Linked DNA regions of Mus musculus: regions 1 and 3 are each linked to region 2. A link is a contact called in public ChIA-PET and HiChIP or PLAC-seq data. All regions are on one chromosome and are shown on one strand. The core of a region is the stretch at or near the end of the contact, and the rest is flanking DNA. Distances in the headings are between cores, read along the strand shown.

What was found. ChIA-PET counts read pairs in DNA pulled down with a chosen protein or histone mark. HiChIP or PLAC-seq counts read pairs in DNA pulled down with a chosen protein or histone mark.
Region 1: an H3K4me3 HiChIP or PLAC-seq map of bone marrow-derived macrophages shows a contact between it and region 2, with 3 times the contacts expected there. The contact joins the promoter of Gas7 here to the enhancer-like site in region 2. A contact is called at or near these places in 6 of 39 promoter capture datasets (cranial neural crest, embryonic stem cells, hippocampal neurons and 2 more), 5 of 484 Hi-C or Micro-C datasets (bone marrow-derived macrophages, cerebral cortex, neurons and 2 more), 4 of 115 datasets of contacts at active chromatin or transcription factors (bone marrow-derived macrophages, memory CD8 T cells and microglia) and 4 of 9 other capture datasets (adipose tissue, bone marrow-derived macrophages, liver and 1 more).
Region 3: an RNA polymerase II ChIA-PET map of memory CD8 T cells shows a contact between it and region 2, with 43 read pairs. The contact joins two enhancer-like sites. A contact is called at or near these places in 5 of 39 promoter capture datasets (cranial neural crest, embryonic stem cells, hippocampal neurons and 2 more), 2 of 484 Hi-C or Micro-C datasets (pre-pro-B cells and uterus), 2 of 115 datasets of contacts at active chromatin or transcription factors (bone marrow-derived macrophages and memory CD8 T cells) and 1 of 9 other capture datasets (bone marrow-derived macrophages).

Annotation. Positions count from the first base shown.
Region 1 is chr11:67,584,988-67,589,130 of GRCm38.p6, forward strand. Gas7 (growth arrest specific 7) reads left to right here and starts at 1,513. Exons shown (of 14, transcript NM_001109657.3): 1 at 1,513-1,828. The coding sequence starts at 1,826.
Region 2 is chr11:67,479,801-67,483,753 of GRCm38.p6, forward strand. It overlaps a transcript of Gas7 not described here. Among named protein-coding and RNA genes, the nearest start is that of Gas7, 100 kb to the right of the region's middle. Within about 2 kb of position 2,526, at least 73 of the 459 cell types and tissues checked have an H3K27ac peak or open chromatin away from gene starts, as enhancers often do. A contact at or near this core is called in adipose tissue, bone marrow-derived macrophages, cerebral cortex and 2 more, where this site is marked.
Region 3 is chr11:67,561,975-67,565,685 of GRCm38.p6, forward strand. It overlaps a transcript of Gas7 not described here. Among named protein-coding and RNA genes, the nearest start is that of Gas7, 23 kb to the right of the region's middle. Within about 2 kb of position 1,462, at least 117 of the 459 cell types and tissues checked have an H3K27ac peak or open chromatin away from gene starts, as enhancers often do. A contact at or near this core is called in bone marrow-derived macrophages and memory CD8 T cells, where this site is marked.

The DNA of each region.
Region 1 (4,143 bases), core at 263-2,762, 100 kb after region 2:
CTCTTTGGGGTGTGTATCCAGAACCCAAGTGATGCAGGTGATAACTCCTGTAGTTTTGGTTTGCATTTCCCTAATATTTCCATGATGTTGAGCATCTTTTTGTCTCCTTACAGGCCATGTTATAACTTTGGAAGGATGACCTGTGCTGATTTTTCACTCGGCTTATTTGCTTTTTGTTATCAAATGTAGACTTTGTCTTGTGCTCGGGGACAGCTGCCTGTCTCCCACACTTTGAGCCACTGTGAGAATAAAAACACGGCAGCAGCTCTTACCGAGTGTGCGCAGTGTCCTCACTGCACCAAGTGCTGTTTTATTTTTCCCTTCGCATCCATTTAGAAAGATACTCAAGTGTCTCTACTTAACCTCTGGGAAAAACCTGAAGCCTGCCTGCCTTGTCTGAGACCTCAGAGCAGTGTAACAGCAGCACCACTGAGACCCTGGACTGACTCCATTGCTGGGTGGTAACCTGATTTACATAATCCTATATAAAGAACCAGTCAGGGACTGCAGCCTCTTGGTAGAATGCTCATCTAGCATACAGAAGGCCCTGAGTTCGAGTCCTAGCACACACACAAAAAGCAATCAGTTGCTAAAATCCCAGAGTTTGTAACAGAAAGTAAACAGAAATATACAATCTGAGTGCTAAAACTTTAATGGCTCCAGAAGGCCTCTGTTTGTTTATTTGTCTATCTGTGTGTACATCTGTATGTGCACATATGTGTGTGTGTGCATGTGTGAACACAGCCATCTGTGTGTCATGGCATGCCTATCTCAGCTGCGAATCTTTGCCTTTCACCTCCTTTGAGATGATATCTCTTGTTTGTCCTTCCACACCTCAGGCTACCTGGCCCACGAGCTTCCAGGAGCTTCCAGATTTCCTGCCTATCTTCTGTCTTACCTAAAACCTCTGTGGTTATGGACATATTCTACTGTGGATATCTGGTTTTCTTGTGTTCTGGGGATCTGAATTTAGGTTCTCATGCTAGCTCAACAAACATTCTCCCCACAGAACTGACTCCCCAGCTTCCAGAAAGCTTTTAAACAGGACATCAGATTCACTGGGGATCCAGGCCCCTACCTAACCTATATAACTGGTAGTAGATACAGCATTGCTCTTGGGTCCAGCCCTGTCTTTACTTACAGCCTTTGGTGATAGATAGTGAGCATAGATTGAAAGCCAAGGCCAGAGATTAGTTTCACACAATCGTTCTTTCTGGAAATTCTCCACTCTTTTCATACTGGCTTTTATCAGACCTTGGATTCACACAGCTGGAGCCAGGCCCAAGCCAGAGCCCTGACTTAGGTTTGGGAAGAAGTTGGCTGAAACTTCTCCCAGCAGGGATAAGGCAGGCCCAGGGAGTCCTGTCTAAAATGCAGTAGACAAAGGTGCCCTTGTTCATAGGCCTTGGGGTGGGAGTCATCTGGTCAGTGACACAGGCTTGGCTATTGTATGCTCTGACCTAAGCCAATTTTTTTTTAGGCTGAGAAAGGGGGTGGGAGGGGAAGTCCTCTAGAAATTGTATCTGGAAAGGCCTGCATGGGCTGTTGATTTCCCAACAGGCACGGGAGCAGATTTGGGAGGAACTGTGCAATGTAGTGGGTTCTTTGTGAAAGAACAGAGATGTCAGTGATGAGAAAAGCCACAGGAACATCCCCCAGGGTGCTCAGCGCACTGGCCCCGGGGCAGCTGCTTGCTTCAGCCACACTTTCCTCAGAAGGTGCCATGCAGAACAAGTTGCCTGGAGCCCAGTCCTGAGCCTGGGGCTTCAGACCAGCCCTGGCATCTCTTCCATAGCAACTGCCCTTAAGGACCAGCTGAGCACTCATGGTAAGAACCACTCCTGCAGAAGTATGCTTGACCTACCCTCTCTGTCTGTTGTGAAAATGCCTTTCATAGTGCAGAGAGGAGATTCTGAAGACCCTGTGAGATTGGATAGTACTTGGTGAGTCTGGAAGTTCTGTGGACCCTGTGCCAAGAGGGCATATGTGCCCAAGACAAGAGCAGAAAGAGGAGGTATGGGCAGAGAGTAAACGATGGGTGGGGGTGGGGTGGGGTGAGGAGTTGTGTGGAAAGATGGGAGAGGAGTGTTTGGAGTGGGAAGGCTCACCTGAGACAGGTAGTTAAAGGCATGTGATGGAGAAGAGAGCCACTGTGGACTTATTTATACCTTTGTACCATTCTTCTTTTTCTATATATATTATATATTATATTTTTCTAAATATAAAGCATGGCTTCTTCCTGCCCATCTGGCATCTCCCCCATGCCCCAGATTTACCGGGAAAGTTCTGAGGTGCAAGATCTAGGGAAGAACAGTGAATCTCTGCATTAGGGGAAGGTAAAGGGAGCCTTTGGGTGTCTCCGCTCCCCAGATGGTAGTTAGGCAGCAGTGACATCTAACTCGGTTTCCAGATTGGCACATGCCTCCTCTCAGTTTGTCAGTGGAAGCTTTTCTGAGATAGTGGGGATAGAAAACCTTGTTTTGCTGACCTCTGAGCCTGGATGGTCGCCTTTCCTATGATCTGCCCTTTAGCCTAGGCTTTGTATGGCATCCCCCTTCCCACTGCTAAGGTTCTCTGTGGCTGTGAGGTCCAGTTCACAAGGCAAGGCTACTCAGATCCTTCATGGAATCTTCCTCCACCTTGCTAGGCCACCAAGCACCCCTGATTTGAACATTCCTTCCCAGAAGCTTGAACTGGGACCAGGAGAAGACAATAATGCTTGCTACCCAAGAGTATCCTCTAACTGGGACCCTTGACCTCCCAAGAATATGTATACGGAAGTTTTGTAATAATAAACCGGTGTCTGAATGGTCCAGGGGGGCTTAGACCCACAGATGTAGTGCTGGGCCAAGACTGGGATTCTACATTTTTAGTTATCTCCCAAAGGACACGTGTGATGCTGGTTCAGAGGACCACCCTTGGAGAGTTACTGCTGGAAGGACCACAGGCTAGACCATCATGTTATAACCAAGTGAGGAATGCTCAAGATTGGACTACGGCAAGCTATGGAGATGCTGCTGGGCCTGATCAGCCCTGAGGAGGAAGGGAGGATCCGCAGAGAACATGCACACTCGTATCCTGAGAGCAAGGAAGGGTTCAAGGCCAGCTTGTAGCAATGTGGGACACGTGGAGGTGCAGGTCCATTGCTGGGGTGTGCCTAAGTTGAAATGGACTGTGTGTCTAGGGTATAGTGGTGAAGTGGATATACTTATTACTTAGGTGACAGGCTCTACTGGAACCCGCCTGGTGTGTGACTCTGGCTTCTAGTGACACATTGACAGGAACAGAGACAGAAGCCCGGGATACCAGCTGGGAAAACAGGTTTCAGGACAGACAGCTCTGGGTCCTTGAAAGTGGCTTTCACAGTGAAGGGTCTATTAAGACAAAACTCAGTGTAGTGACAGATGCAATCCTAAGAGGCTGGGCACTGGCAGCGTTTACGAAGAGGACCAGGCTTCTGAGTCACATGTCTGTACATGAATATGACTCCCCTCCCTTCTCTACATAAATGGCACATCCTTAAAACAGATATACTAGCATTTAGAATCATTGAGCATTCGATGATATCTGTTCAAAATAAGCCCTCACAGGCCATCTGGTCCAACTTCCACATTTGAGAGATGAAGAAATCAAGGCCCTCCTGACAGGGATGAGACGGGTTGCTTAAGATCTCAAAACAAGGCTGCTACAGCTTCAAACATGGCCCCTGGGAGCACAGCCCACATTCTGTGTGCCTCTTGCTTGTTGCTATGGTCTGGTGGTGTGTCCTCTATGGCAAGGTCTTGGTAGTTATCGTCTGCCTGGTTCTTATGTCTCTCTATCGGTGGATCCAAAAGCTTTGCCAAGTGGGGTTGGTAGGATCACACCTTTACTGACTCTGGAAACTGCCTGTCAGCTTTCATCTTTCTGCAGGCTACTGTTTCAGAACCAATTAGGGGAGTCAGGCATCTTTGAACAAAACGGCTGTAAGCACGAGCAGTTGGCACTGCAGAGTAACTAGAACGCGTCTCCATGGTGAGACTGGCTACTTCCGCTTTCTTTCAGTGCCTGTGGGTTGCTGCAGCCCACAAGAAGTGACCACAAAGTCAGGCCAGCTGGACGGCAGCCACAGCTGGCAGGCAGCGGCACCCACCTCTATTCCCT
Region 2 (3,953 bases), core at 1,276-3,775:
CCTGTGGTTGGCTCCTGCCTGTGAAAGGAGAGGGGCTCCTTCAGTACCTTCAGCACTCCTGGGAAGCAGCCATTCTCCATTCCTTTAACTTCTAAACAATTCTCTCTTGCATTTTTCTCTGCCCTCCCTCTTCAAAAGCATGGGTCCAACTCACAGAGCATCAGATCCACTGTTCTAACAGACATGGCTGGTGGCACCTGTTATGTCCCCAGCATGGTTTTGCCATCCCCACTGTCTCATTCCAGAAAGGTCTCCGAGTTGATGCTTTTGAGGTTAGGTCTTAGAGTGTTTCTCAGGTTAGCCTCAAACTTGTGACCCTCCTGCCTCGGCTTCCCAAGTGTTGAGATCACAGACAGGACACATCATGACTGACTCTTAAGTCTGAGAGATTATTTTTATCCCCCCACCCCAAGAACACCTTGAACTTAATAAGCAGTCCCTCCACAGCCTCCTCTTTCCCAATGCTCCCAACCTTTCTCTGTTACTGATATATTTTCTCTTTCTGTGGATTTGCCTAGTGCAGGCATGCCTTAGAACTATAGCTGGTGGGTTGGTTTTCAGTGTCTTCAGGTTCACTGATATAGCAGTCTGTGACAGTGACTCATTTCCTTCTCTGACTGAATAGTATTCTATTTCCCTCTATCAGCAGATAGACTTTCGGGTTGGTTCTTTGTTGGGCTGTTGTGAGCAGCACTATGCACGATATTTTTGGTGGTTAATTCTGCCTTTCCAAATGTTGGCTCTTCATGAAAGTTACTGGTTCTGGGGAAAGCACTTGATGAAGGAGACAACAGACACAGATCTGTGCTCTGCCCTGGTCCAGAGGTTTGTCCATTCACAGTTTGCCCATCTCCTCAATGGGTCTTCAGCTCCTTGCCTTGCTTGCTCAGCCTTGCAGAACGTCTCTTATGGGACACAGGCGGGGAGTGCAAGGTTGGGCTCTCCAGCAATACCACTAGATGCCAGATGCAATCAGGTTTTGGTTCCCCATCTTTTCTTTGATTTCTCCCTTTATGTTTTGCTACATCCTCATCTGTGGTTGCTATCTGATGTGTCTAGATTCTGCTTTCCTTTCTCCTTCTCTGTCTTTTGCTGGCCTGGGGCTGCTGACAATGTGCTACGTTCAGTGCCCTGCAGCTGGAAGAAAGTGGAGGGCTGTCTCTGTGTCCAGCCACACTCAGCAGCCCTGGGTGATGGCAATGGCAGAGCATCAGCCAAAGCTGGGTGAGAGGACAGAGAATGTGAACCGTAGCAGTGTCATCCTGTCTCTGGCTTGGTTTCCAGACAAGCTTGAGGCTGTTTGTGGTCCAGGAAGGAGGCAGGTTGATGGGCTCTTGGCATGTAGAAAAATGCAGCCAGCAGACCTGGGGAATACTTGGGGAAGAGCAGCAGATGGGCGTGTTGCTTTGGGAATGCTGTGTCCTGAAGCCTCTGGAAAGTGACAGCTGTGGTCTTTGATTTCCCCTAATGTGTTTGTTCATGGTGTCTCTCATAGACTTGCTCTCTCCTCATTTAGCCCAAGATAGCTTGAATTTGCTATGTGGTTTAGGGTGACTTTGAACTTGTGATTCCCCTTGCCTCCACCTCCTGAGTGCTTCCCCTCGTGTGTGTGTTATCTCCATGCCTGATATATTCCGTGTTGTGGATTGAAACTAGGGCTTTGTACATGACAGGCTTGCACTCTACCAGTCAACCTATAGACTAGCCCAGTTGGGGGTTTTTGTTTGCTTTGTCTTGTTTTTGAGACAGGCTCTCCTTGTGTAGCCCAGGCTGGCCTCTAGTTGTTGATGTCTGGAGATCCTTAAACCTTAAGCCTGGGATTACAGATGTCGCCCATCATAGGCAGCTTGCCCCTCATACACTTGTGAATATAAGCAGTACAGAGCTTACTGTAAGTTGTCAAAGGCTTCATTTGTTTAGTCCTTAATGACTGCAGGGAGCGTTCTCATCTAATCTTCCAAACAGCCTGGAAAAGTGGATTCCAGTTCTCAGATAAAGAAACTCAAGACCCAGAGAGAGGCTGTGGAGTTTTCTCAGACCACACAGCCGGAGGTTCCAACGCTGCTTGGAACCAGTGTTCTTCTATGTTTTATCCTCCCTTGCACGGGCTGTCTGGTTTTAATAGCAGATAAGAACCATGTGGCTGAGTTTATTTAGGGAGATGGGAAATGAGTCCTGGAGTTGGTCTGCATTCATTTTGGAGAATATTTTTCCCCTAACTTTTTGCGATTCCTCCTCCTCCTCTTCTTCCTCCTTCTCCTCCTCCTCCTCTTCCTCCTACTCCTCCCCTCCCTCTACCTTCTTTTCCTTTGAGACACTGTCTTAGAAATTCCCATATATGCTAGGCTGGCCTCACACTAAAAACAATCTTTCTACCTCAACTTCCCAAGTGCTGGGATTGCAGAGACGGGCCACCACGCCCAGCCACATTTTAAGGTTTTTCAAGTCAGGAGGAAGTTCCGTGCAAGTCGCAGGTGGCTCTTCCTGTGACTCAACCAGTGCAGAGGCCTCTTTTCTCCACAGCGTTCAAGCCAATTTCCCTCTAAATTGGTATGTTCCTCATTTGCTTCCAAGGGTCTGGTCGAAGGAACTGCTATCCCTGTGTCTTGGTGACAGGCATGGAGCCAGCTGTGGAGGACCCTGCAGCCTGGGACAGAGTTTCCGATGCTCCGCAGGAGTGCTGCTTTGGACAGAGTTCCAGCAGCCTGGCTCAGGCTCCATCTGGCAGGAGAGGCTGCTGTGCTGGAGGGAGAACCCAGGGAAAGCTTGCCTGGAGGAAATTCAGTCAAGATGTTCGCTTTTAACACCTCTGGTCTTCTTCCAAACCAGAACAGGAAAAGATTCTTTCTTAAGGGGTAAAGAAAGTTTTAGGGTTTTCTGTGAATGGAGCCGAGTAGGGCAGATCCTACTAAGCTCTTTGTGGCTGGAGTAAAGCTGGAGAGAAATGCCTGGGAGTTAGAGGATCTTTTCTCTTGGCTGGGCCTCAGGCTTAGAAGACAGTTGATTCCCAGTGGCTTTTGCTGGCCCAACAACTGAAAGTGCCTAGTGGCCTCAGAGTTGCTAAGATCGGTGAGTGGGGTGAGTGGGAGCTGGCACAGTTGGGAGTGCTCTGAGGGAAAGAAATCCCCTGGGGTGACTTGAAGTCACCATTAAAGAGCCATTATACCTTTTCTTCCCTTTTAGAAGTCCCCTCAGATATCTGATAAGATAAGGGATTCTTTAGCCTAGACATGACTATATCCCTAAGGCTCAAAGCCCAAGTTAGGAAAATCTTGGACAGCAGATCCTGTTCACAAACAAACAAACAAACAAACAACCGCAAACACAAACAAAACAAGCCAGAAAGGTTGCTCCTGGAGCAGTTGCTCATTACACAAGCTGGAGCCCAGAAGCTGGAGACCACCATGATCAGATTCCACGGGGTCCCTGCTCTGCAGCCCTCGTCTATCTGCTTTAGTTTGAGACAACAAACAGAGCCGTCAAAACTAAGTAGACTGGTGACTTGGAAATTTGTAGATTTAGATGGATAGACAAACAAGGTGTCTTTAGGAGTGGACATCTGAGCGTTGTCCCTGAGACCTCGGGGAACAAATGCAAATGTGGATTTCTGGAATAAGGTTATCCAGTCAGAAAACATTTGAATGTGCAAAAACCCAGAGGCCTGAGCATCCTGGCATAGACAGCAGGTTAGTGTGGCTAGAGCAAATGGATGTGTGGGGGACTAAGCACTATGGAGAGGCACTGAGAGATCAGAGGGGCCCCTGGCCACCAGCACAGTGGAGACCTGACATTTAATTAGAATATCTTTTTTAAAAGATTACTTGTTTTAGATAGGGTTTCATTATGTAGGCAAGGTTGACCTAGGACTCACTGTATAGATCAGGCTGGCTTCAAACTCACAGAGATCCATCTGCCTCAGCCACCCAAGTGCTGGAATGAAAGGCACGCATCAC
Region 3 (3,711 bases), core at 212-2,711, 81 kb after region 2:
GGATTATGGTGATTGCTGCCAAACCTGATAACCTGAGTTCAGTTCCCAGTACCCACATGTTAGAAAGAGAGAACCAACTCCAACAAGTTGCCCTTTGGCTTCCATGTACAGACCATGGCATGTGCATCCTTCATGCTAAGTGAATAAATAAGAAAGAAAGAAAGAAAGAAAGAAAGAAAGAAAGAAAGAAGGAAGGAAGGAAGGAAGGAAGGAAGGAAGGAAGGAAGGAAGGAAAGAAAGAAAGAAAGAAAGAAAGAAAGAAAGAAAGAAAGAAAGAAAGAAAGACAGAAAGGAATCTTTAAAAAGCGCCGTTAGCATATCTGATCCTGCTTTCTTTAACAGGCCAGTTTGTGATATCACCCCTCACCTAGTGTTTGAGAAGTTTTCACTATTTCCTAGTGATGGTAGTGGTCCATCTCTTAAACTATTCCTATGCATGTACTTGATGCCAAACACCTGCTTTGCTTCTGAGAACCTGCAGCTTGGCTACATGCTAGGCACACGGTGCCTGTGTAACCAGCCCCTAATAATAATTCTGGACCCTCGAGTTACAGTAGATTGTTCTTGGGTCAGAGGGCACATTACACAGGCAGGAGGATCTGAGTTCAGAGTCTCAGCAACAAAACGAGCCAGGCGTGGCCACCCCTGTGTTTTGTTATCTCAGCTCTGTGGGAGGAGGAGATAGGAGGATTGCGGCAACTGGGCTCCAGGCTCAGTAAGAGACCCTGGCTCAAGGAAATAAGGCAGAGAGCCATAGAGCAGGACACTTGATGTCCTTTTCTGACATCCTCCTGTGTGTGGAGGGTTGGGGAAGGGGTGGCAAAGACTGGACCTGGGGACTCGTGAGTTTCCTTAGTAGACAGTGATTACAATTACACATTCTGTCACAATCACTGCTGGGGGAGATCAGCATGCCCCACATGACTCTATCTGCTGGGAGAAATTCCCTGGGGAGGACTCTAGAACTCAACTCATTTACTCAAGGATTTGCCTCTGTCTCCACAGCCCTTCAGAGGGTTATTTTGTATCCTGTTGTTGAAATAGCCCTTAGCCAGGAGCAGAGACAGTGTGTCGAATCTTATGAGTTCTATTAACCAACCATCAAACCCAGGACTGGTCTAGAGGACCCACAATATTCCGTCTCAGATTGAGACCAGCCTCGGCACCAGCAAAAGACCTTCCTAAACCAAACAGGAAGAGGTGCCACGAGGCAAGTGCTGCTCCTGAGGAGGGCCAGTCTCTCAATAACGAATAAGGTGGGGCTTGCCTTCTCGGGGTACTGGTGTGATATGGCTTCACTTCTCACTGAACAGGAGAAGCAGGAGGCCCTGTTGGGGCTTTTCACACATGGCTTATGCCTCAGCTGTGACTCATACTAAAAAGTGCTGAAGGATGGAGAACACTCTTAGTGACCAGGGTGAAGGCAGTGTCAAAGATGCCACACCCTGGTCGTTATTTGCCTGTAACCATGACTACCATCTGAGATAGTGTCAAGATTAAGGAATGTTGAGATCTGCTTCCCTCCAGGGGACCTGACTCACTTAAGAAATGTACTTTCAACGAGGGTTCAGAATACCAGGAAGGGTTTAGTACCTGACTCCAACCCACTTGAGCCAGGGTCTTGAAAGCAGAGCTATACAGACAAACAAACAACCGTGCTGTGACAGAAGAACAGGACAAGACTAGGAAGTTTTCAGACACCCTTGGCTTAAGATTGGAGGTAGAGTTGTCAGGTTGTTCTGTGGAGACCACTGGTGGGGTGGCCTCTGTTCAGACTTTCCTCTAGGTGGTCGGGAGGAGACTTAGAGAAGTGGACCCATTTGACTGGTTGGAAAACTGAGGGAAGTAGAATATAACAGGAGACAGAGGAGACCCAGCTGGCATGGGATGGATGCTTGATTCTATCAGATCTCACTAGAACATTCTAGTAAGGATGATGGTAGGACCCAGCGACAAGAGCAGGAGCTATGGCATGCAGCAGAATACACAAAAGCAGGGCAGTCATCAATGTTTCATGTCCATCTGCCCAATTAAATCGTACCACTGTATAACTTAATAACAGCATCTCTATTATTTCTGTTGTCATGGGGACTGCCTATTCCAGATATTGTCCAGAGAGATCAAGTATCTTGCCTAAGCCAGGTGTGGATTTGAACTCAGCTCCCAAGTTCATAGTAGTTGTTGCCAGTACTTTGTACGGGGTTGGTTAGCTAGCAAGGTCACGACAGTGTCATGCTCTAATATCAGTGTTCTCCTAGGCTTTAAGCTCTACCCTTTTTTCACTAATAGACCATGAAATGAATAGAAAACTACTTAGAAAGTGAACCTCTTAGGCCAACCACCTCCTCGTGTAGGGTTCATCTTAGTGCTGCAAGCATTCCGGGAACCCCCTGGCTTTCTACACTTTGGGAAACCCCAGTTCACAGTCTTTGTTTCCTCTGTAAACCACAGAGAAAAGCTATCAGCCAGGGGTTTCTGCACCACCGTTCCTCAAAGCCATTTCTGTCCTCAGAGCATGTAAGTCCTGAGACTGACACACACCGTCTTCAGGTTCAGCTCAGAGTTGAGACTGTTGGAAGGGGTTCCTCAGCACATGTCGATGAGGATCTACATGCAGACAGCAGCCTGACTCAGTGTGGTTGGGGGTGGGGCAGCTGATAGTGGCTCTCACAGATCTGTCTTTGCTTAATCCCCAGAAACATGAATTTTTTGTTTGTTTGTTTGTTTGTTTGTTTGTTAGAAGAGGTCTTAGCAGATGTATTACATACATTAAGGCTCTTGAAACTGCCCTGGGTTATCTCGGTAAACCTTGATGTAATCACAAGTGTCCTTGGCAGGGGGCTAAGGTTGAGATAGGAGTTCGAATGTTTAAGGAAGAGCATGTTGAGGAAGCCAGAGGCTGACACAGCAGTAAGAGGACCGAGCAGCCACCAGGAGCTGAAGGAGGCAAGAGCTGAGTTCTATCACTTCTTAGTGGACATCCTACTCAAGTTGACTTTCAAGGAAAAAGGATTTTCCAGCTTGATATAACTGATCATTCCCTGGAAGTTTAGCTTCAGACAAGGTTTGATCAGGTAGCTTAGCAAATGTTAGCACACTACAAAGTTTTTGCCCTTGCTTCTTCCTTCTCTTTTCTCCATCCCTGTCTTTTCCATTGACTCTATTCCTTGGTGAGCTGTCTGGAAACCCACCCTCAACTTTCAAGCTTGCTTCTCATCATAATACCTCTTTTCCTTAATAATTCCAACCAGGGTCTAAGGATTCATTCTCATAGGTCTGTCTTGGGTCATGGGCACATCATTGAAATCGTTGCTCTGGCCAAGGCACAAGATCTCCTAATTACCCAAGCTGAAGCCATTGGTCCCAGAAACTGTGAGCATTGAAAACAGAAACTTGTGGATCTCTTACCAGTGGGGTTTATACATGATCACCAGTGGCAGGGAGATGCTGCACAGATCTGGATGTTACAGGCTGCTTCTGGTCTCATGGCTACAAACTCCGATAAGATGCCTTGGGATCCCACAGTGGCTTCTACACCACCACACAGATTGTCCTGGCTATTCAGGAGACCCCAAGCCATGTTCACCTCTACTCCAGCCTCTGCTGACAAGGGAGTCTCCCTTCATTTGTTGGGGAATCCAGCAATAGTAGCAGCTGCCATCCTGCGGGAGGAGGGTGGCAGGCATCCATTTGAAAGACCCATTATCAAAG